7 separate regions of the Mus musculus genome follow, and regions 1, 3, 4, 5, 6 and 7 are each linked to region 2. Evidence: chromatin contacts called from public HiChIP or PLAC-seq and promoter capture Hi-C data. All regions are on one chromosome and are shown on one strand. The core of a region is the stretch at or near the end of the contact, and the rest is flanking DNA. Distances in the headings are between cores, read along the strand shown. Region 1 holds the start of Msrb3 (methionine sulfoxide reductase B3). Region 2 holds the start of Cand1 (cullin associated and neddylation disassociated 1). Region 3 holds the start of Wif1 (Wnt inhibitory factor 1). Region 4 holds the start of Slc35e3 (solute carrier family 35, member E3). Region 5 holds the start of Cpsf6 (cleavage and polyadenylation specific factor 6). Region 6 holds the start of Nup107 (nucleoporin 107). Region 7 holds the start of Mdm2 (transformed mouse 3T3 cell double minute 2).

Evidence for each region. Promoter capture Hi-C pulls out the DNA fragments that hold promoters and counts their contacts. HiChIP or PLAC-seq counts read pairs in DNA pulled down with a chosen protein or histone mark. Capture Hi-C pulls out chosen DNA fragments and counts their contacts.
Region 1: a contact with region 2 is called in a promoter capture Hi-C map of hippocampal neurons, with 2.9 times the contacts expected there. The contact joins the promoter of Msrb3 here to the promoter of Cand1 in region 2. A contact is called at or near these places in 2 of 39 promoter capture datasets (the 3T3-L1 cell line and hippocampal neurons) and 1 of 115 datasets of contacts at active chromatin or transcription factors (astrocytes).
Region 3: a contact with region 2 is called in a promoter capture Hi-C map of hippocampal neurons, with 4 times the contacts expected there. The contact joins the promoter of Wif1 here to the promoter of Cand1 in region 2. A contact is called at or near these places in 2 of 39 promoter capture datasets (the 3T3-L1 cell line and hippocampal neurons).
Region 4: a promoter capture Hi-C map of pre-B cells shows a contact between it and region 2, with 4 times the contacts expected there. The contact joins the promoter of Slc35e3 here to the promoter of Cand1 in region 2. A contact is called at or near these places in 6 of 39 promoter capture datasets (the C10 cell line, the HPC-7 cell line, cranial neural crest and 3 more), 6 of 115 datasets of contacts at active chromatin or transcription factors (the NIH/3T3 cell line, astrocytes, embryonic stem cells and 3 more) and 3 of 9 other capture datasets (adipose tissue, embryonic stem cells and liver).
Region 5: a contact with region 2 is called in a promoter capture Hi-C map of embryonic stem cells, with 6 times the contacts expected there. The contact joins the promoter of Cpsf6 here to the promoter of Cand1 in region 2. A contact is called at or near these places in 3 of 39 promoter capture datasets (embryonic stem cells, hippocampal neurons and pre-B cells), 2 of 115 datasets of contacts at active chromatin or transcription factors (astrocytes and thymic regulatory T cells) and 2 of 9 other capture datasets (adipose tissue and liver).
Region 6: a contact with region 2 is called in an H3K27ac HiChIP or PLAC-seq map of cardiomyocytes, with 10 times the contacts expected there. The contact joins the promoter of Nup107 here to the promoter of Cand1 in region 2. A contact is called at or near these places in 9 of 39 promoter capture datasets (the 3T3-L1 cell line, cranial neural crest, embryonic stem cells and 5 more), 4 of 115 datasets of contacts at active chromatin or transcription factors (cardiomyocytes, embryonic stem cells and large pre-B cells) and 2 of 9 other capture datasets (embryonic stem cells and liver).
Region 7: a promoter capture Hi-C map of adipose tissue shows a contact between it and region 2, with 4 times the contacts expected there. The contact joins the promoter of Mdm2 here to the promoter of Cand1 in region 2. A contact is called at or near these places in 6 of 39 promoter capture datasets (the HPC-7 cell line, embryonic stem cells, hippocampal neurons and 2 more), 2 of 484 Hi-C or Micro-C datasets (brain and muscle stem cells), 5 of 115 datasets of contacts at active chromatin or transcription factors (astrocytes, embryonic forebrain, embryonic stem cells and 2 more) and 2 of 9 other capture datasets (adipose tissue and liver).

The regions. Positions count from the first base shown.
Region 1 is chr10:120,897,661-120,900,849 of GRCm38.p6, forward strand. It overlaps Msrb3 (methionine sulfoxide reductase B3), which reads right to left and starts at 1,311. Exons shown (of 7, transcript NM_177092.4): 1 at 1,173-1,311. Gm4473 (a long non-coding RNA gene) reads left to right here and starts at 1,387. Exons shown (of 2, transcript XR_001779656.2): 1 at 1,387-1,756.
Region 2 is chr10:119,238,308-119,241,486 of GRCm38.p6, forward strand. It overlaps Cand1 (cullin associated and neddylation disassociated 1), which reads right to left and starts at 1,748. Exons shown (of 15, transcript NM_027994.1): 1 at 1,334-1,748. The coding sequence starts at 1,401.
Region 3 is chr10:121,032,177-121,035,333 of GRCm38.p6, forward strand. Wif1 (Wnt inhibitory factor 1) reads left to right here and starts at 1,828. Exons shown (of 10, transcript NM_011915.2): 1 at 1,828-2,314; 2 at 2,790-2,929. The coding sequence starts at 2,167.
Region 4 is chr10:117,744,464-117,747,642 of GRCm38.p6, forward strand. Slc35e3 (solute carrier family 35, member E3) reads right to left here and starts at 1,895. Exons shown (of 5, transcript NM_029875.2): 1 at 1,322-1,895; 2 at 422-532. The coding sequence starts at 1,723.
Region 5 is chr10:117,375,452-117,378,791 of GRCm38.p6, forward strand. It overlaps Cpsf6 (cleavage and polyadenylation specific factor 6), which reads right to left and starts at 1,522. Exons shown (of 10, transcript NM_001013391.2): 1 at 1,388-1,522. The coding sequence starts at 1,447.
Region 6 is chr10:117,791,212-117,794,418 of GRCm38.p6, forward strand. Nup107 (nucleoporin 107) reads right to left here and starts at 1,494. Exons shown (of 28, transcript NM_134010.2): 1 at 1,393-1,494. The coding sequence starts at 1,400.
Region 7 is chr10:117,709,228-117,712,320 of GRCm38.p6, forward strand. It overlaps Mdm2 (transformed mouse 3T3 cell double minute 2), which reads right to left and starts at 1,531. Exons shown (of 12, transcript NM_010786.4): 1 at 1,325-1,531; 2 at 719-801; 3 at 473-557. The coding sequence starts at 553.

The sequences.
Region 1 (3,189 bases), core at 61-2,560, 1.7 Mb after region 2:
TCTTCCCTGGATAACATTTTATACATCAAAGTACCTTTAAAACCTATTTTGTCTTTTATGCTGCACAGGGTGTAGTCGACTGTCAACTCAAGTGTGCGTTGTGTCCTGGCTAGCCGAACCTCATTTTGACAGTTCAGGCTATCCTAGCCATAGGCAACACAGCGACCACCTAACACCTCCCACATAATCCAGGTTTCTGGTGATTATAACGTTTTGCCTTGCCAGACAAAATGAATCAAGCTTTGATTTGTTTACTCTGTCCAAATTCAAGAGCCCCTGCAACTTAATATTTTCCTTTAAAACCTCCCCTTTGGACTTCAAATAATTAGTTTTTTGACACGCAATGGAAATAGGAAGAAAGAAAGAAAGAAAGAAAGAAAGAAAGAAAGAAAGAAAGAAAGAAAGAAAGAAAGAAAGAAAGAAAGAAAGAGAGAGAGAAAGAAGAAAGAAAGCTCTCTAATACTTTACATATGATTCAAAGAAAATTCTTTTAAATCCTTATTGCCCCCACTTATCGCATAACCTACAAAGGCAGGAACAGTACTTTTTATTCAGATAGTCTGACTTGAAATAGCCCAGTGGAAAAGTTTAAGAAATAAAAAGGGAGGCGGGGGGGGGGGGCTCTGATGCTTGTTTTCACTTGAAAAGAAGACAGAACTGGTACCTGCCCCCTGGAGTTTTGCTGGTACCTGTTTGGGCCTATGAGCCGCCAGCCCGGTCCGGGGTGCGCCCCTGTCCCCAGGGGCCTGGCGACGCCTTCCTGGTTCCCACGCCCTGGCCCGTTATCCCCCGGCCGCAGCTGCGGAGAGGCCCGAAAGAGAGAGAGACGCGCCCTCGGAGCTGCAGCCCGCGCCCCCGACCACCTCACTGAGCCTCCCCGAGGACCCGCGCGAGGACGGCGGCTCAGGTTCCCGTTGGGGACGGGTAAGGTGTCAGCGCGGCGGCCGGCGGGGCGCGGGCTCTCCCGCCTGACCTCGTTCTGCGCTGTCCCCTCGTTGGCGAGGAGCGTCTCCGGGGTCCACGCCGAGACTCTACGGCAGGGGGATGACTCTCAAGACTGAGGGGGCGGCGCGGGCGCTCCCGGGACGGGGGTGGGGGTGGGGGGAAACACTCCGGGTCCCAGGCTGACTCGGAGGGATCGGAGGGCCGGATGGGGCGAGGCGGGGACTCACCGCGCGTCGTGGTGGCCGCGGCCGCGGCTAGGCAGAGACCCAGGCAGAGCGCGATTGGGCACGGGAGGGTCCGCCGCGCACTCTTGGGGAAGACGAGCCTCCGCTGTCCGATCCCTCCTCCCTCCCGGCTCCGGGCGACAGACGGGGCGGCGGGAGGCATGACGGGAAATTCCTGGGCACGGGCGGCCGAGTCCAAATATGAGCATAGCAGACAAGCGAGGGAGGACGGCGGAGCGCGCTGGCCGCGGACGGGGCCCGCTGCCCGGGACGCGGCCGCCGCCAACTCCCGCCTCCGGCGCCGCCTCCACCGCCCCGGGCCAGCCCTGCGGGAACAGGGCTTCCGCGCGTGGGCAACCCGTAGCAGAGCCCCCTGGCAGCATCCACCTGAGACCTTTACTGTAGGGTCAGGGCGCCTGAGAGCTAAGGACCAAAAGTCCTGGCCTGTACCAAAGAGGCTGTGAAGTGCCAGTTAAGGTGTGACATGGTCGCTCTTGTGCCTACTGAATACCCATAATACAGAGGACCACCGACTGCGTCCCAGGGGTCGCACCTGGAGGGGACCTCACCACACCCACTATGTCCAGGTGAGAATGTCCTTATAATCCCCCACTATGTGTGAGTGAGTGTGTGTGAGTGAGTGTGTGTGTGTGTGTGTGTGTGTGTGTGTGTGTGTGTGTGTTGTAGTAAGATTCAGCAAAAGGGCAGTCCCTGAAATTTTACTTGAACACCATATATGGAGTCAAAGCAGGCCGGAAAAGTTTTCGCTCCAGCTAGAGCTGTTTTACAGGACATTCCTCCTCACCTTGACTCAATATTCACTGATACAATCTCTCCCCCAAACCCCAACTCACTCTCTCTCTCTCTCTCTCTCTCTCTCTCTCTCTCTCTCTCACACACACACACACACACACACACACACTTACTTTTGCACACTGTCCAAAGAGGAACTTTGATAATGTATTTTAAGGGCGCTACCTCTGATGACCAAAATGTCAGTCCCAGATGTTTGATTACAGGCCAAGCGCGTGCGAACCTGACTTTTTTTTTTTTTTTTTTTTTTTTTTTTGGCACTAAACTCCACAATTAATCAGATCCAAATGACCCTCTCTCAAGACAATGAATGTAATTATGCCTTAATTACTATAATATATATCCACACACACCCAAACAAATGTTTGACAGGATCTGGAGATGTGGGATGTTATACAATTACTTCTCAGCATATTAAGATGCTGCAAAAGTGATTAATTGATGTCAAACACGGACGGGGGAAATGTCAAGCAGATTTAGAGGGTGGATTATTCTAACATGAACTAGAGGGGGGTAATTTGTCCATCACGCCGCGCTTGAAGATGCTTTATTTGAAAGTTAGTAAACCTCATTTCTAAACAAACTCGATTCTGGCAACACAGGAAGGCCCCCAAGCCAAAACATAGTGTATTTGCAATCGGCCGCTTCTAAAACATCCCGTGAATTACACCCAACAGATGGGCAGATTTCGCTTCACGAATTAGCAGTGTTGGTGGAGCTACAGGCAGATGGCCTAAGGAAACTCAGGCTGGATGAGTTCTGATAGAGCAAAGAGCTTTAAAGGCCCATTAATATTACTATCCAGCTATGTACCTGAAACGCACAGTGGGCAGGAACGGGAAACTCGAGTATCCCCGTTCCCATCCTCCGTCCCTCCTCCCTCGCTGTTGGAGCTTGTATTACGTAAGCAGCCATTTTTCTCCCTCCTTTCCCTGCAACGCGCAGCACAGTCCTTCCCCATAATCTAAATGTTTAAAACAAAAATAAAATGAGTGCAGCCATTTATAAACTTTAGATAAGAACTCTCCATGAAGCGGGGAGGGAGGAGCACATTTTGAAGGACTGCAGCAATGGTGGCTAGGCCTACAATATGTCTGTACAGTGGCCGTGAGAGGCGGAGCTGTCCCTTTGATTGCCTGGATTAAGTACATCAAGGCTAGAAGAAGGAAGAATAGACTTAATGGGTGCAAAGTAAATGGCAGACCTG
Region 2 (3,179 bases), core at 498-2,997:
AACCCCCTCCACCTTCACCTGGAGATCCAACCCAAGCTTCAAAGTGCTCCCGACAAACACGCCACTCTCTCCCCACATCATCCTCAGGGGAAACTTTTTTAAAAATGGAAATGTAAGACTCAGAAACTCCATAGGTAGGTAGGTATACATACATATATATCAAATTCTTGGTGGTTTGGAGTCAGAGAAACGACCCTGTATGTAGTTCACTGCGCACTTATGACTTTACCTAGGAACAAAGGCATTATTTTCCCCGGAGTTCCCCTTTCACCAGTGGGAAAATTGCTTCAGATAGGATTTGGACAAACCTTCAGGTGTTAAGAGTTCACAGAACAAAAACCAAGCTCCTAGACTAATTTTAACCAAAGATTACTTGTTCTTTAGTCTAAATGCACACAAAACTGTACTATGGCCCAAGGCATTACAGAGGAAAACTTAGGTATCAAAAAAATAGCCTTTTTTCTTTTGACAGAGGGCTTATTTGTGAAGGATTAGGCGTGGTGTGTGTGTTAACAATCAGTGTAGCATGAAAAAAACAGACGAGGCGACTGTGTGAAAATATAACACCTTCGATATGCACGGGACTAAGAACCAATGGTCCAGGTCTTGCAGAACACAACTCTATGATTAAGCTTCATGGCTCACCAGCCTCTCTTTTCAAGATTGGTTTGCTTGGCAATCCAGCCCTCTGGCCATGACTCTGTATAGGGATGTGAGACCGAAACCCCAAGATCCTGCGTGGCTTTCACTCGGCCGGAGAAAAGTGACAGGGATGCTGGCGGGAAAACCCTGCAGGCCAAGTTTCCCCCCCACCAAGCCGGGCTCCCCTCCCCCTTCTGGCCACCTTCGCCAAAGAGAAGGATCCAAAGAGAAAGTATACAATCCAATCAGCGAAGGCCTCGGAGAAAGTTGATCGTGGCACCCATTTCCCATCCGCGGGAAAAAGCCAGGCGGCGGCTGAGTGGCTGGAGAGCGGCAGCTTGTCCCCCAGCGCCGGGATGGCCTGGCGCCTCGGGAGGGCCGGGGACTAGGCCCGGCCACCCGCCCGCCCGGGAAAAACTCCTTCCCTCCCGCGCAGCCCGTGCCTTCGGGCCCGGGCGCTACCTGGGACGCGTCCCTGGGGGTGGACAAAGGATGCGCCAGGGACGCCGGGACGCGGACCAGCCCCGGGCGGCCAGAGCGGACAACGGCCTAGCGGGGAGATGGGGGAGGGGGTGGCTGGAGACCCGCCGGACCGAGGGGTGGGGCAGGGCCTGTCGCGAGGCCCGGGCGGCGGCCGCCCTCCACCTCTCCCCCACCCCGAGGTGGGGCGAGGGTCGGATTTCAGCCTCACCTGAAGTCCTTGTCGCTGGATGTCATTTTCTCCAGCAAGTTGGAGATGTGGTACGAAGCGCTCGCCATGTTGCCGGCCTCGATCCCGCCTGCTGGCTCAGTGGCTGCTGGGCCCCGCGGCCGGGGCTCCTCCTCTCCTTGGCGGCGGCGCCCGCTTCCAGGGTCGCACCGCGACGCGGACTGGGGAAGGCGCTCCGACGCGACGTCCAGTCCCCGGCCAGACGGGGATGGGGAGGGGAATGGCTGCCCCGGGGGGGAGGTAGGGGAGGCCGAGAGTGAGTGACGGGGACGGCCTAACGACGGCGCTGCTCGCGGGGCGCCGAGCTCATGGGCGGCGGGACGGACGGCTTGGGCCTCGCCGGGAAGCCAGACACTTGCGTTCGGGCCGCCTCGCTCCCACTCCCTCCGCACTCGCTCCCTAGGGCAAGAGGCCAAAGCCCGCCTCCTTCGCTAGGAGGGCGGGGGCGGCCGACGCAGGGCGCTGCGGGGAGGCGGGGTCGGAGGTCACCGGGGCTGCCCGGCGCACTCTGCGCAGTCGCGGTTTACAGGGACGCTCCCGTTGGCCCGGCCGGCTGTCTGTCTTCGCACGGGCCGCCTTTCGGGCGGAATGGCAACGCCTCGAGGGGCTCTTCTCGCGAGACCTTAAAGCGACGGTTAAAGGACGGGCAGTGAGCGTCCAAGGCCGGAGTTCTGCAAACGCTCCTTGCTCCTCCCTGCGACATTAAGAAGGAAGGTCTATGCGTTTGAAAGCGCGTGGGGCTTGTGGGTGATGATGCTAAGAGCTGGCCTGGAGGCCAAGGGGTGCAATGGAAAAATGAGCTCTCTTTCCGAACGGTACGCGTGGCCGAAACTGTCCCCTAACAACCATGCTGTATGGTTGCCACGTGAGAACTACGACTCCCACAATTCAATTGGGGACACACGAAGGACGTGATTGGCTCTTTGAACCTGGAGTTTCTTTATTGGTTCCCGTGGTCGGAGAGAATGCTGGGATTTGCAGGCAGGCAACGCGGGTTATGCTAAATAAAATCTTTCCATCGGCGTGTGCTGTTTCTAAAGTGTCTGTTTCCCTGAAAACATCGCCCACTCCCACCCCCACCCCCGTCCTCATGTTGTTTTGGGCAAGCGCCTTGCAAAATTCAGTGTTTTGGTAGGGGCCTAGTCGAACCTTAGTACTAATCTTTGCTCCGCTAAAAGGCCTCAGGGCCACAGTTTGGACGTAATCCTTTTATTCATCCCGGAGCCACTTTTTTTCTGTTCCATTTAGGTCCTAGTAAGGATTCTCTCCCAATGCCAAACATGGATGGTGCACGCCTCTAATCCCTGATCAGTAGAGGCAAGTGTAGGAGAGCCTTGTGGGTCTCAAGTATAAAAGCTAGCTTGGTCTCTAAATCGAATCCTAGGCCAGTTAGGGGTATCTAGTGCAAACCTGTCGCAAATAGGGGAGGTGGTGGGGAAGTATCATTGCAGATTGTGCTCTGAGCCTACATCTTTCAATAGTCGGCTTCTGTGCACTTAGTTATGAAATCTAAGTTTTCCTATGTGCTCGGATACACCAACACAACCACCAGAGATCAGAGGTGACATGTACAACTGTTTGTTTACTCTCCAAGTTTCCCTAACCGTTCAGTATTTCACAAATAGCCCAAAGAAGAGTTGGAAGGATCAGAGATTTAGGTTTGGTTTGCTTTTCTGAGATAGAGTTTCTCTGGGTAACCCTGGCTGTTTTGGAACTCAATCTGTAGACCAGGCTGATCTCAAACTCAGATCCCCCTGCCTCTGCCCCCCTGCCCCTCTGACCCCCTGCCCCCCTTCCCCTCTGCCCCTCTGCCTCTGCCTGCAATATT
Region 3 (3,157 bases), core at 578-3,077, 1.8 Mb after region 2:
ATATAAATTAATATTCACTGCAACAATTAATTAATAAAATAGAATGTTGGGAAAAGATCCTTTTTTGTTTGTTTTTTGTTGTTTTTGTTTTTGTTTTTTTGAGACAGAGTCCCAGGTAGCCCAGGCTGGCTTCAAACTCCATATGTCGATTAGTATTAACAATGAGCTCCTGATGCCTCTGCCTCTACTTCTTTAGCCCCCAGATTACAGCCTGTGCTACCACAACCAGTTTAAATGTTTTGTTTTAAAGAAAGAGTAGATGTTAAGCTTTTTTGAGGCAAACCGTCTTAATTGTGATTTGCAAGAAGGGGCTTTGAAGTTAGAGCGATCGTGATTTGAATTCCTACTCTTGTCACTCACCAGCTGAATATCTGCGGTCAATTTACTAGACTTTTAAAGCTTTGGTTCCCCATCAGTAAAATGAGAGTAGTAACAGTAGCTGCCTGAGAAGAATTTTTAAAATGAAGCTTCATGGAGTTCACAGTCACAATGGACAGTCTTCGTGTCTAACTCCCAAACACAATACCTTCCTACCAATCTGTTAGATACCTACACAGATTTCACAGTTTTAACACATGTTTCTTCTTCTTCTTCTTCTTCTTCTTCTTCTTCTTCTTCTTCTTCTTCTTCTTCTTCTTCTTCTTCTTCCTCTTCTTCTCCTCTTCCTCCTCCTCCTCCTCCTCCTCCTCCTCCTCCTCCTCCTTCTCTCCTCCTCCTCCTCCCTTCCCATTCCTCCTTCTTTTAAAAAAATATGCTTGTGACCTAACATTTGTTGAACATGTACGCGTCCAAGTCCGGCTTCTATTCTGTAGTTTCTGTTTTTGCCATCCCCTGCTGAGAGACCCACCGCTCTACAAAGGACAGAAGGGAACACAGCCCAGCGCCAGAGTCTAGATCCTTGGGGGGCATTTGCTAGAAAGCCACTGGGTGCAAAAAAAAAAAAAAAAAAAAAAGTAAACAAAGCTTTTCCGGGGTCTGAAAACTTTCTGTGTTTTTGAAAAACCATTTGTTTCTGCTTTCTCTGTACGTTCAAGGAGGCAGGCAAAAAAGCCTTCCGTGCAGAGGTAATGCTGCAAGCCGCCGCTAGCTAAGTGCTCTCCCACCAGACCCTCAGTCTTACCCTCAAGCGCCTAAGATTTCAGAGACTGGGCGTGAGCCTCCTAATGTTTTCCCCCAAATCCAATTTTAAGGGGAGTCCTACCGTCGTAGAGCAGGGATGGGGGGAAAGGGATTACAGCTATCATCGAGGTCCTAGGGAACTATTCCGGGTGCAACTGGGTTATCAAGAAGACAAACCACGCCACCTGTCGGGTGTCTGTCCAGTGCAGAAATAAATGAACGTCCTGCGAGGACCAGCGCCTGCAGTAGCCCGACTAGCCTGTGGAGTCTCAGTATTTAACTTCCTAGGAGAGAGAGAGCGAGAGCGCAAACTGTCAGCTAGAGAAGTCAGAGTTTGCAGACAGGCACACAGAGATGCAGTCTGAAATGTAGTTCGAAGAGAAAGGGTGGGCTGGCTATGTGCTTTCCGTTAGCTCCACTGTTAAACGGAATTTATCTTTGACCACGAATCGAGCCCAGATTTTTTTGTTTGTTTGTTTATAGCACCCCGGCCATCCACACGTGTCTCTTCGGGCGGCAGGAGGCCTGAGTGATGACCCAGAAGTCCCTTTGGGTGTGTTTCTTGGTTGTGTCCCCGTTTTCATTCACCTGGCGCAGGCGAGCGGGGTCTACCGGGTACCGCGGCCCCGCCCCCGCGGCTCCGCAGCGCTCCCTAGTGGCGACCGCCTGCACACCACCGGCCGCTCTCAGTGCTCGCCTTTTGCCAGCAGTTCCCGCGGTTCCTCCCTCTCGAGTGTGCTCCTCTAGCTGCTGGCGCTGTGGGACGTGCTGGCATTGCCAGCTTTGCCAGCATCGTGTCTCTGCGTCCCCCTCTCCCTCCAGCCCCCACCTCTTTCTACGCGGCCGCGCATCCACTCCCTCCTTGCTCCCTCCTCTCCAGCACTCCCAGGCTCACTCGCAACGGAGACTGGAGACTTGCACGCCCAGTCGTTTAAGTAGGAACAGCTCCAGCCCCGCCAGCTGCAGCCAAGGCGAGAACTTCACAAGCAGCACAGGTTGGGTCGCTGCGGCAGGAGTTGCACCACCAGCGAGAAGGTCCTGAGCACCATGGCTCGGAGAAGAGCCTTCCCTGCTTTCGCGCTCCGGCTCTGGAGCATCCTACCTTGCCTGCTCCTGCTGCGAGCGGATGCAGGGCAGCCACCTGAGGAGAGCTTGTACCTGTGGATCGACGCCCATCAGGCTAGAGTGCTCATAGGTAAGGTCCGGCATCTGCACCTTCCCAGTGGTCCTCAGTTTTTCCATTAGAGCGGAGACACGTGCACCGAGTGTGTTTTAAAACAACTTCAAGGGTGACTGCCCCCTCTTTTTAAAAATCAGGATTCTCTATTTAGAGGCTTATGAGATTTTTTTCTCAAAAAAGCAAAGCCGACCCAACATCCCAGCCCTGCTGTTGCTAGTCCTGACTGCAGATTTGTAACAGGAATCCAGCGGTGGCACCCGCTTACTTCACTGTAAGCACTTTTTTTTTTTTTTTTTTTTTTTTTTTTTTTTTTTTTTTTTACCACAGAGAGAGGAAAAATAACTCTGGTACTGTTGTTGGTATCAAAGGCAGGTGCTTTATGAAAAGCAGTGACCTGCACTGGTTCCCAGGGGTTTTGCTTTCTACATGAAACGTCTGTTTCTTAGAAACGCAACTAGTTTGATAGGTTTGTTTATTATTTACACAACAGGATTTGAAGAAGACATTCTGATTGTCTCGGAGGGGAAAATGGCCCCCTTTACACATGATTTCAGGAAAGCCCAACAAAGAATGCCAGCCATTCCTGTCAATATCCACTCCATGAATTTTACCTGGCAAGCTGCGGGGCAGGTAAGTTCTGATAACAGAGCGGTAGAGAAAAGGCACTCTTTTGTATTTCAATTCTCCCGTGGCCCATAGTAATAATAATGGTGTGTGATGTAGCTCCGGTGGCCCGTAGTAATAATAGTGGTGTGATGTATACCATTTAAAATTCCATACAAGTTCTTGCCTGGTTGCCAGAGCACACAAGGGATCAGTTCCAATGTATTTAAAGTTGCCAAGTAAATGGAGAACTCT
Region 4 (3,179 bases), core at 645-3,144, 1.5 Mb before region 2:
CCATGAGCAAGTCGTAACACCAACACTTCTTCTGAGTTTAAAATATGCACATCTGAATTTTTTTCATGTTCAAAAGTTTGGAAGTGTGTGTGTTTCACCCAAGTGACTTTATAATCAAAGAGTAAATGACACATGCGACCGATGAACTTAGGAAGCAAAACCTTACTGCTCATTTTGTGAAGACTTCCAAGAAGTTTGTCCCCAGCTGCGCTTAAGCAGGGGTACCGTGCGCTTACAATTGGACACTTGGTGGGCATCGCACACCTGAGCTGCTGTCTCCTCTGCTCTCGTCACCTCCTCAGTTACGCTTTCTTCTCATGTCTGTTGTCTCTATACTTGTAGTCTCTAAACCTTGGGTTACAGCTTCAAAATTTACAAAGTCTACTAAAAAGGCACAAAAAGAAAAAAAAAAGTTACCAACCACTTGATAAAGGGACGTGACTACCACACCAAGGGCGGCAAACACCATTCCAAGCGAATGAAACTTCACATCGTAATAAGAATTTAGGATTACACCTACAGTAATAGGAATCTGCAAAGACAAAGAGGCAAATGCTGTGAGATTAAATTCAAGAATGATGTCTTACAACACTAAGGAAACATAACAGTGGGGCTGGGGTGGGGGAGCACTGTAAGTTTTCTTTGGGGAAAACTGCCAATCCTTCTCTACAGAGATTCACATACAACTCTACATCTGGAAGAAAATATGAATCCGTGCGTTGTGCTTTGTAAGGAAACAGGACACACATTTACAGGGAATAAAATAATCCCCCAAACCAGTACTTAACACATAAGCATAAACAAGGAAGGAGGAAAGCATTATGACTGGAAAAACGAAAAAACCACTAAGTGCTAATGTTATTTTAACGAATCTCCTTTTATGTAAACACAAGGCACCCCAGCAGTGTGCCACTGAAGGTGTATTCCGAGGTATTTTATGCTAAACCATTTCATGTTTATCACTTCTGGTTCGATTTCCTGGGGATATTCTTTTCTTTCCAGGTTGAGCTTTCGCAGATATCCTGACACACTGAACTGTTCCATTAAGGCAGCTCTCTCCCTCATCAATCCCAGCAGTTAAAGATTTCTATCAGGAACACACCCATTTACTAAATAGCAGCGGAGTGTCGAGATGGCCTTTTCCACCCCTCCCCAAACAAGCTTCTTATAAGGGCCTGGCTCGTGTGTGGAGTAAAGATTATGGGAATGGGCTTCCGTCGTGCCAGGCTATAAGCAAGGTGTATTCAGTTTTCCCGGGGAGAAAGGCAGCCAGGTAGCTGGGCAGGGACAGGCTCGCGCAGCGGCAGCGGCAGCTACTCACCAGCGTGAGCTGTATTCTGACGGAGAATCTCTTCTGGTACCAGAAGGTTTGGATGGCTATGATCACCGGCGTGGTCATGGCCTTGGCCAGCTGATAGGTGCCTATGGTGTTGTTCTGCAGAGAAAGGTTGGTGAAGACCACAAAGCCACAGAAGCTGAGGGCCAGGAGGAGGAGCTTGGAGAGCGGCAGACTTTTGGGGGCAAAGATGTTCAGTTTCTGGCAGATGTACAAGCCCAGCCAGGTGACCACGAAGTGCACCAGGGTCAGGCTCATGTTGGGGAAGCCGTGGTGTACATAGATCCATTTGTTGAGGAACACGATGCAGATGGACACCAGCAGGTTGAACAGGAGCCCGGCGGCGATGCGCCCGTTGCCCCGGACCCGGTCCGCCAGCGATGCCATGATGCCCGCCGGCTGCGGAGCAGCGTCCTCGGCCGAGCCCGGGCTGTCCAGCCTCCCCGCGGGGCGCTCGGACGCTCTCCCGCTGTCCCGGCTCTCCGCCGCCGCGCGCCCGCAGCCGCCCGCTCCACGGTCCGGCCGGAGACAGGCATGCGCCAGCCGGGTCCCGGTCGCTGCGCCGCGAGGTAATAGGCCGCCGCCCTCCGAGCGGGTCCGCCACGGCTCCTCCCAGCCCCGCCCCCGCGCAGCCACGTGATTCCGCCGCGCAGGCGCGCTCGGCGCTCCGCTGGGTTGCTTAACTCGGCTGGAGGGAAGCCCTTGGCTCCCAGGGAAGATTAGTTTCTGTGGCCGATTCCCCGACTTACTGGGAGGCGCAGATTCCCCGCCAGTTTTACTCTCCACGTTGCTGAGCTGTTTTAATCCTCTGAAGGGGGGCAGAGCATTACTTACTGAAAGCATATTTTAAAATATCTTTAAAAGTCTAAACAGGCCGGGCGGTGGTGGCGCACGCCTTTAATTCCAGCACTCAGGAGGCAGAGGCAGGCGGATTTCTGAGTTCGAGGCCAGCCTGGTCTACAGAGTGAGTTCCAGGACAGCCAGGGCTATACAGAGAAACCCTGTCTCGAAAAACCAAAAATAACCGTCTAAACAGGTAAGAGTGGATGGACAACTAACTGTCGTCTACTGTAGATTTAAACATATTTTGGCGTATTTGCCTCGAAAAACTTTAAACCACAGAATTTTTTACCCACGAAGTTTTTTTTTTTTTTTAGTAAAACCTAAGAAGCAAGTACATTTACCTGTATGCCCAAGATATTAATTGCACTTCTAAGAGGCATATTATAGTAGCAAGCATGCAGTCCAGTTTCAAAGTTACAGAGCTGGAGAGGAAGTGAAAAATTATATATTTTTGGTTTTGTTTTTCGAGGCCGAGAACTCATTCAGGCTAGACTCGATCTCAATATTCACTTTTATTCACACTGTTACAATATGAGAGTGGTATTTCTCATCTGCAAACGTCAAATACCAACTCAAAGTCTGTCCACACTGATTGAAAACGTGGACCCCCCACTTTTACAATGTTACAGGGATTAAATAGAGCAGACTTGGAAGTCTCTACAGAGCTAAGGATGACACAGAACGGATCTCCCTGCTTCCACCCATTGAAGTGTCACATGCCTTGCAACTAATGTGTAGTTTTAAGTTTTGGACACTATTTCATAGGTTTTTATGATCTGTTTGCTTATGTCTCTGCCCGTTTTCTCCAGGATACCGTTTTTTTCTAATTGGCACTGAAAAGAAGGTCTTTGCATCAGAGGCACAAGAGACTCTTTGATGAATTTTCCACAGTTAATTACGTGTGTGTGTGTGTGTGTGTGTGTGTGTGTGTGTGTGTGTGTGTGTGTGTGTGTATGGGTGCCTGTGTGACGGTCAGAGGATAACTCGGAGTCAGTTCTCT
Region 5 (3,340 bases), core at 272-2,771, 1.9 Mb before region 2:
GTAATTAAAATCCTACGACAATTTGCTTTTCTTTTCTAACATTTAAGCCAAAAGCACAGTCATTCTTGAAAAACGAAGCAGTAAGGATTTAAGAGTTTTCACTGTTTCGTTCAAGTCTTATATCCCTAGTCATAAACAATGGAGGGAAAACGCCATACAAACCAATGGCATTTTATTCAGGTTCTCATCCGTACCTTAGAATTTTTTAATATGGTGGGGTGTAAATTTGAAAACCGTGAATATAGGAAATGCACTAAAAAAAAAAAAATATTTAGAGGGCAGTAAGAGGCTAGACGATCCAAACCCTGGCAAGCAGACCCTTCCAAGGATATTTATTCATCATGAGACGCTGGTTCTAGGCATCCCAGGCGGGTGAGACCGGAAAACCTTACACGTCTCACTTTCTCCAGCCTTTCAAACCGTGAAGTCGAGCCCACAGGGCAAACACTTCGCTTTCAAACTACAGTCACGTTCACAACGACTTGTCAGGCACGCTACCCAGGATTCCGATTCCGAGTGGCCGGTCTCCCTTTCAGTCTCTCCGGTCTGTTAAGCTAGGATACCACCATCTTTTTTGTTCTGTCCAGCCACCGCGCTCCCAAGTCTTTGGCGCAAGCCATTTATCCTCTCCGATATTTCGCTTCACAAAGGCCAAGGACTGGGCCTCGGAGGCACTGCAAACCCTCGATGACCAAGGCGGGCCGACGCACCGACTTTTAAATGCGATCGGTGGCTCCAAAAGTCAGATGACTTGTTGCGGATGGAACCAAACCTAAGCAGCCTTCCCTTAAGGGGACCGGCGAGCAAGGAACCGGGCGCCACGCCGAAACCCGTCGCAAAGGCGAGCGGGAGCCCAGGGAGAGCGGGCGCGCGGGATACAAAGGGCTGTGAACGCGGCCTTCCATGAGGCGACCGTGCGCGGACAGAGACACAAAATGGAGCGGCGGGAGGAGGAATCGGAACCCGAGGCGGCAGGGCCGGGATGGAGGCGGCGGGCGAGCGCGCGGCCGGGCCAGGGCTTCCCCTCTGGCCGGCCGCGGGGGAGGGGGCGCGGCGGCCCGTTCTCCCCGCCCCGCACACGCGGCCTAGCTCGGCGGGAAGCGCCCGCCACCGAGCCAACAATGGAGCGGGAGACCGTCCGGAGGAACCGGGCGGGCGGCTGCAGGGCGACCGGGCCCCGCGCTCCAGAGCCCCGCGGCCCGCAAAACGACGCGCGAGAACAAGGGCTGAGGGGCCGTCGCGCACGGCGGCGCGGCCCGGAGGCGCCAAGGGCGCACGGTCTGCAGCGAAGCCGGCTCGCGGCCCGCGGCGGCCCTGGTCAGCCGGGCGTCCGGGCCGCGGCACAGTCTGCGGCGGCGGCGGCGGCGGAGCCCGGACCCTCACGTACCTGGTTGAACTCTTCACCCACATCCGCGTAAATGTCTATGTGGTCCACACCGTCCGCCATCTTCCCTCGGCCTCGGCCGCCGCCGCCGCCGCCTCCTGCAGGTCGGCCCGCCGAGGCAGCAGCAGCGGATCTGGCGGTGGGGGCGGGGCGCCCTACGTCACTTCCGAGGGGCGGAGACCAGGGCGCAGCGGCCCGCTGCTGGTGACGGGGGACCCCGCCGAAGGTCCGCGGCGGTTCCGAGGCGCTAACTCGTTCCTTTGTGTGCAGGATTAAGCCGCGGCTGGGGCAGGGGCGTGATTTCCTGTGCTACCCCGCCATACCGCATGCCATGGAACCCGCTTGTTTTCAGAGACTGTCTTTTCAAACTGCTTCTGGCACTATTTATCTATCTACATATCTATAGATGAGAGATCTATCTAGTGAGAGATATAGATATATATACATCTATATAGAGAGAGATAGATATTTATATATTTGCGTTTTCATTTTTTTCCTACTTTTTTTTTTTTTTTTTGCTTCCAAGGTTTCGAGAGATGAGAGTTATGTGTACGCAATTAAAAGCGAGATATGATGTCCTGGCCAATGTCTTATTCTTGCTTCTTCAGACAACTGAATTTTTTGAGTTATTTGCATATAGCATATTTGCATCTCTTATCTTTATGCAGTTGTAAGCATCTTTTCCGCTCCTTCCTTCACATCCTCCTCTTCCCCCTTCCTCCCCCATTGCCCTTGCTTTTACCTTTTTATCTCTGTTGTAGGTTTTCTCCAGCCATCGTTCAAAGGATTCTATCCTCATTTTTAGAGCACGTACAACAGAGCAGATGTATCCTAAATCAACGAACTCCTGGATTCAGAATGCTGAGCTAGAAGGGAAATTAAAACGGTGGCTTGAGGTCCAAACATCCCGTTTTACAGATGAGAGAACTAAGGACTCGTAGAGCATAAGTTATTTAACTGGGGTTACATGGCTCGTAAAAGTGCACACCTTTTGACGCCGATATATGATTCAGAGATCTCTCTCCATTTCCAACGGCTCCACCTATTTCTTTCCTTCCCGTTCAAAAACTCACCAGGTCACTCAGCTGCCTGTGTGCTTGATATAAATTCAGTTCCCACAGCGCTCTCAAGGAGCGTAGAGAGAACCGAACCAAATCCTCTTAAGTAGTCCTCTGATCTACTCAGCACCTCTGACTGCTCTCACTTCCAGCCCCACCCTGCCAAACAAATTAACAAAAAAGCAAAACAATAACCAAAATAATAATAATAACAAAAATACCAGATGCAGACTGGTCTGAAATCATCAAAAACCTAAAGAAACATCTATGCTTGAGATGTCTGTAAAATCTTGGTTGCAGTCACAGAGACTAATCTCTTAATCTGAATAAACATTTCTTTAAATTCCTTTTTTATACATCGGGGTGTTTTGCCTGCATACAGTCTGTGTACTACACATGTGTGCAGTGTCCTGGGAGCGCGCAAAAAAGGACATCAGTCGACTAAGACTGGTATTAGACAGGTTTATGAACCACTACATGGGTGCTGGGAATCAGACCCTGACCCCGGAAGAGAATCCAGCGCTATTGACCACGGTACAAACGGGACTTAACGATGGCCACCGCTGTTGAAAAATCCTAGACTCTAAATTTTGTTTACTTAGAGGTCAAATGCATGCGGGGCAATGATGGCCCACGCCTTTAATCCCAGCACTTGGGAGGCAGAGGCAGGCAGATTTCTGAGTTCGAGGCCAGCCTGGTCTACAGCGTGAGTTCCAGATCAAGGGCCACAAAGAGAAACCCTGTCTCAGGGAAAGGAAAAAAAAAAAAAAGTCAAATGAATGCTGAGTAGCGGTGGTCCCAGGGCTACACAGAGAAATTCTTGTCTCAAAAACCAGAACCAAAATAGTCAAAAACTCAGCTTTATCCCTCAGCTACATTTTGAGATCTGATAATTCCC
Region 6 (3,207 bases), core at 244-2,743, 1.4 Mb before region 2:
AACACTGCTATGCAGCCAGGACTATACTTCAGACTGTGAGTACGATATGGCTTGGCGGGATGAAAGAAAAAGTGAAGCAATTCTAGTGAAGAGGAGAAATGGCCCTTCAAGTGATTTCCCTCCATGTAGACTAAGGATGTCTCCTGTCTTAGCACAGTGCTATGGGCCTCCAGCACTGTCATCTGACAGCTTATAAACTAAACCATGGGGGTTGATTTTAATTATCCTTCTAGTACACCTTTCTTCCACTTAAAATCTCCAGCCAGCTTCCTCTTCTCTGCAGACTCAAGCTAACACTCACCAGCACAGTATTTACACCACCATCCTAATTTAGTTCTGCCCATCAAGTCCATCCGCATTGCTGGGAGCATTCAGCCACACAAGCGTGAACATTTTTCATGACTTTATATCTGAGTATGTTTCTTTTACAGAGGTCTATATGTGTTCCCCTGTCACTGGATGTTCATCTATCTACTTAAGTTATTCATCAAACAGCTTTATGGAGATTCAAAGGTCCCTGCTGGTAATGTTTCTCTTTCCCCCCCCAGAACCTAAGGGTTACTACGCAAGCACTCTACCACTGAGCTATATCCCCAGCCCCATAACAGGGTTCTATTTAACTATGCCATTCCTTAAATCTCTTACAGGCTCACTGTTCTATATAGATAAGATCCTCACGGGATTGCTCTAAAACTAAATGTGCCACTTAAAGCTTAAGGAACACACATAAGATAACCCCTAGCACAATGTTTTCAGTATCAATAATGTGCTATTATTACTCAAAAGACCAGCTAGCAAGTTACTTTTATAGGTTTGCCTGAAACTCCTGTGACAGGGAGATAAAACATCTCCTTCATTTATTTTCCCCGCAGTACAGTATAAATACATCGTATTACACTGCTCGACTGTCTTCACTACACAATCTACTCCCCGATGCCAAGGGCCTTAAACAACCCATCTTCGTGTCAGGCGAGCATAAATCATTTGAGAGGGAGGGAGAAATTCAACTCCCTAGGGCCGGCACTTTAAAGTCTAAGCTGACCACCGTTACCCAATAACGTACAGCTGACATGACTTAATAACCGCAATAAAACCACGCTGAGGACGTCTGGGCTGAACTGTCAGTGCGGCTGATGGCCCTGAGCTCGAACTGCTTCATTTCGCATTTCGAATGCGGGACCATCACAGACCCCCGCACACTTCGGAGCGAGCGCCGAGAAGACCCGGGAGGCGCGGCGTGGAACCCCGGGGATCCGCATTCTCACATCCCCGCTCCAATCGCGCCAAGCGTCCATTCCTCCACCGAGGGCCAAATCCCTGGCCGCGGAGGCGGTTACGTCGCTAACAGGCGAGAGCCCCAGTCTCGGCCGAGGCGTCCCTACCAGGACTGACCTGTCCATGGCTTCAGCGGTCTCCGCCTAGAACCTTGCAACTCTTTGACTGCAGCCTGGCCGCCGCGTTTCAGCCTTCCCGCTCTCCGGAAGCACACCCTTCGACCCGGAAGCGCGGCCTGGCTAAGCCAGTCCCAGAGAAACAATGTTCCCGCTCGGCGCATGCGCGACTTTCGTCTCCAGCCGCAGGCTCAGTGGGCGCAGGCGCGGAAGTGTGCCAGGGAGTGACTGCGTGGCTGGGTGGTGCCGGCCAGGCAGGAAGGGGGCGGGGAAAGGGGCGGAGCTTGGGTATGTCGCCTGAGCCTGGCTTGTGGGCGTGGTCTGGGTGGGGCGTTGTTCTGGGAAGCCGGAAGTCTATAACCTGGACTTTAGGAATCTGTTGAAGAGTCTGCATTCAGCGTTCTTGTTTGCGGTTCAGCGCCACTTTACGGGATCTGGCCTGTCTCGGGGCGCTCACCTCTTTGAACTGTGGTGTAACCTCACTGGACGGGTTTTGAGGTTGTTTTCTCTCGTTATTTATTTCTCTTTTACGGAATCAGCCGTTTTTTAAGAAATCCAATAAAAAAAGCAAAGCATAAGAAAGCCACATGGGAGGCTGAGGCAGGAGGAAGAACCACGATTTTGAAGCAAGCCTGCACTAAGAAAGCCTGACGATAGTAATAATAGCAATTATTATTGTTGCTGTTATTATCATAAATTTTAAAAGTTTTGGGCGTGGGAATACTTACCTGTTCCAGTACCTCAAAAATGTTAGGTCTCAGGCCCTCCAAATATCTAGAAATGAGCTCTGGCTGAACCATTTCTGATTTCTGGCGGTTAGATAAACGCCAGCATTCCTCAGGAACTCCTGTAATGCGTTTTCCTTCGGTCTTCTTAGCTACTTGTCCCCACAATCCCGACTCTGCACTAATTTCTAGTCTCTGCTCTCTCATCTTGCACACAAAACTATCTTGAAGAGCTCCAACAGGCGCAGACATTGCAGACACATCACCAGCAGGTGTGGCCCTCTCCCTTCCCCTCTCCCTTGCTAAACCGTTAGATTACATTCCTAAACCTAGCCACCAAGGTCTCTTCCCTTATTTGGCCACATCCTTATGCCTGACTAAAACTCCGAGGTCCAACTATCAAAATTCACTAGCTGGCTAACATGTCCACTTAGGACTTACCAACTCATCCTAGCACAGCCTTCCCCCTTTCTCCTGCAGAGACACCTGCTGCCTTCTTTGGCCGATCCAGACGGAGGCAACACCTTCTGCTTGTCCGTCTTGGGTAATACATTTCCTTTGTGCTGAGCATTTGGTGTCTGGGTGTGTTCTGTCCTGACTCCCATCTCTTGCTGATGTAACTATTCTCTCCCATTCTCTAGCTTCCCCGGCCCTGGCCATGTCCAGCCTGTTTCTTTTTCTCTCCGCTCTGGGCACTTCCAGGTGCCTCTGGATCTTTTCTCTCTCTTACCCACATTAAAAACCTTATCCCTAACGGAGCAGTCACGGTGGCAGTTTCTTTACTGTGCCCGTCCCATGCACAGAGTAAGGTACAGACAGGAATCAGGGCCATGCTCAGGCCCTACTAAGTTAGAGGCCAGTACGAGTTTGTTGTTGTTTTGTTTGTTTCTTTGTTTTGATACCCAGTCTCAAAAGAAAAGAAAAAAGTAGTACTATAGTATCCCTTCTAATCCAGAGCTGTCTGAGTAAAAGGCAGTGCATCCAGCTGCCTGAAGAATTCAGTTGTTACTTTTTTGCTCCTCACTTTGAAAGCAGACACTGTTTATTAAGTAACCAGATTACAACCATAGTGTTAGAAGGGCCAGCCAGGG
Region 7 (3,093 bases), core at 281-2,780, 1.5 Mb before region 2:
AGGCTGAGGTTCAATCGCATTATCAAATCCTATGCAGCTATTAAAAGTAATTTTGTAACTTACTGACAAGCTGTAGAACACCTTTATATGCTAATATAAAGTAGAAAACTTAAAGAGATACAGAGCAAAGACTGGAACTTTATATATTTTATGCATTCCTCTCATAACTAAAATCCTCACAAAAAGCACGGATGCTTCTATGACTTTCGGTTTACCATTTAGAACAGTGATAGAACATCATGTCACAACCAGCAGCACCCACACACTGTGCACTTCTAAAGCCTGCGTCAGGGGAAGGGCTGTGGAAATATAGGTCGCAGTGACCACTCTCTAATGCAATTGCAATCGAGAAAGTTAAGAGTTTGTAGGTAAATACTTAAAACGACTGTGCGATAATCCAGGTTTCAATTTTGTTTCCTCGATTACCTGGTAAAACAAGCTATATTTACACACTCGAGGCAGAAATACCAACCAGAGTCTCTTGTTCCGAAGCTGGAATCTGTGAGGTGCTTGCAGCACCCTCGGTAGACACAGACATGTTGGTATTGCACATTGGCCTACAAGTAGAAAAAAAACAACAACACACACGATAAAAACTTGAAATTATAAAACATCTACGAAAAGGGACAAATAGATACATGCATTTACGAAGGAGACAGAAAACGTCTTTCGGCAATAGCTCTCAAATGCAAAACGACGTCGGCGAGCTGTCCCTTACCTGGAGGCCCGCAGGAGAAGCGCGGTGATCCGAGAGGGTCCCCCAGGGGTGTCCGGTCGGTCTCCCGCTCGCCCAGCAGACGGCTGCGGAAACGGGGCAGCGTTTAAATAACCCCAGCTGGAGACATGTCAGGACTTAGCTCCTCCGACAGCCGACGCCGGACGTGTCCCAACTTGACCAGCCCCACAGGAAGAGCTGAGTCAACTCGGCCCAGCCCAGTCCCACCCGTCCCGGAAGCCGCATCCCGGCGAGTCCGGGACCAGGCACCTGTCACCTCCTGGACCCCAGCAACGAGCCCAGCGCGACCCCGGAGCGGGCCCCCCGCGCGCGGGGCCTGCTGGGAGACCCCCGCTCTTCCCTCCTCCCCCTCCCTCCGTCCCCTCCCGCGCATGCGCCGTGCTAACCGCGCCATCTCCCACCCCACCCCCCACTCCCACCCACACGCACACCCCCGGCCGCAGAATGACATCAGGGCCCAGCGCGGGCAAACGGTCGCCCAGCCTCGTGCCCCGCGACCCCACGAGCCGGCCCGGGTTACGAGTAGGCCCCGGAGGGCGCGGAAAAGAGGGAATGATCGGGACTCTCCGCCGCCCACGGAGCGGGTACCTGCTACTTCCCGCGCATCTTCCGACCCTTCACGGGGAGCGCGGAGGCCCCGCGGCCGGGGCCTGAGCGACCATGGTCGCTCCAGAGCTCGAGCGACGAGAAGGCGGCGGCTCCTCACCGGCCGCTCCTAGGCTACGCTGGCCCCGGAGGCCCCGTTAACAAAGCAGAGTTCTGTGACGAGCGCCCCCTACCGTCCGCGGAGAGAACGCCGGAAGCCACGGGCCATCCGGGCATCGGGGCGTGCGCGCGCGCACGCCCGACGCCGCCTCCTGGACCAATAGGAGGCGGGGGGCGGGGCTTAGCGGCCGCCCGGTGCCGGAGCGCGCAGGAGGTGGGGAGGGGCCGCGCGGTTGTGTTTACCGCTCGAAACCGCAATGGTCGCTAGGCAAGTTCCTATCCGACTGCTGCTGCTACCAAAAGAAAAGCAAGACTAACAGCTGGGTAGTATTTTTAAATCCATCCCGCCAGCAGCTGAAGTTGTATACAAATGAGTGATTTTTTTTTAAGACTTTAAAAATAGGCAAGGTGAGAGAGGGTGGAGTGGGACGGGGAGGAAATTGTGAGAAGGGGGTGTCCCAGAAGGGAACGGAGAGCGGGGTGGAAAGTGAATAAATAATAATGAATAAAAAATGAATAGCTCCATGGTCAAGAGTGCATACAGCTCCTTTTTAGGTTTTCAGTCACTCACGCCACACAAATTCTGTCATTGCAGGGTACTCAACACACTCTTCTGGTCTCCATGAGCAACCGCACCTGTGTGCACAGACATACACATAATTAAAGTTAAAATTAAAAAAAAAAATTCAAAGACTGTTAGGGTCCATGACACCTTGGGCTCATAGTATGTAAACGCAAAGAATGTTTTAATCTGCAGAAGTCAGCATTCTGGTGTCTCCTCTCCCCATTACTAAGATAGAGACACCCAAGTGAGTTTGCAGACCTGACATAAAGCATATTAGCGAATTCTGGGATAGGTGACCTCTATGTTAATCTATTGGGTCCATCTTTAGGGACATTCCATTCCCGGGGTGAGAGGGCTGGAAACTTTTGGCTGAGAAAGTCTGGAAACTGCTGCTGACCCATTGTCCTTGCCTCAGGCGGGGCAGCTTCTGAGGCCCGGACTTGCCCGGAATTGCCCAGTTCTTGGAAACAGAGATTTAGGCCTAGTCCCCTTAACTGCCAGTTTGAAACTTGTCATGAAATCAGCCTGGCCTTTTCAACACATACACTCCAGTGTTTACAAACTTTCTAATTGTTAGTCATCTTGAGGGCCCAAGATAGCATTATAAGGTATAGGAGTTTGGCCTGGACGCTGCTTTAGGCAGTGTGGACGCAGGTCAAAGAAAAGCATTGATAAGGCCAGATATAATGGTGTGCGTGTAATCCCAGGTACAGAGCAACAGCCGTCTGGGTCCACCTTTTAAGGTACATCTAAGAACGGAGGGTGTGTGGCACCGAGAAGGTCCTGCATTGTTCAGTCCTCGGTCCCCAAAGCAAAAGCCCCAGATCTTAAAGGACTTAAAACCAGGGGTGGTGGCACATTTGCACAGTCAAAGATAATCAGGAAGCTGAGGCAGGAGGATAGCTTGAGTTGAGCAATTTAAAGCTAATTTGAGTAACATTGATAACCTACCTAAAGGAGAAAGGTAATTTCGTTCTTTGGGGCTTGCCACTTCTTACTGACAGCCTTCATTTCCCCAACAGTTCGTGATTAAGGACTTTTCAGAAACCTTTCTCCCCTTAGGAATGGAGTGAATATTCATTTTAAA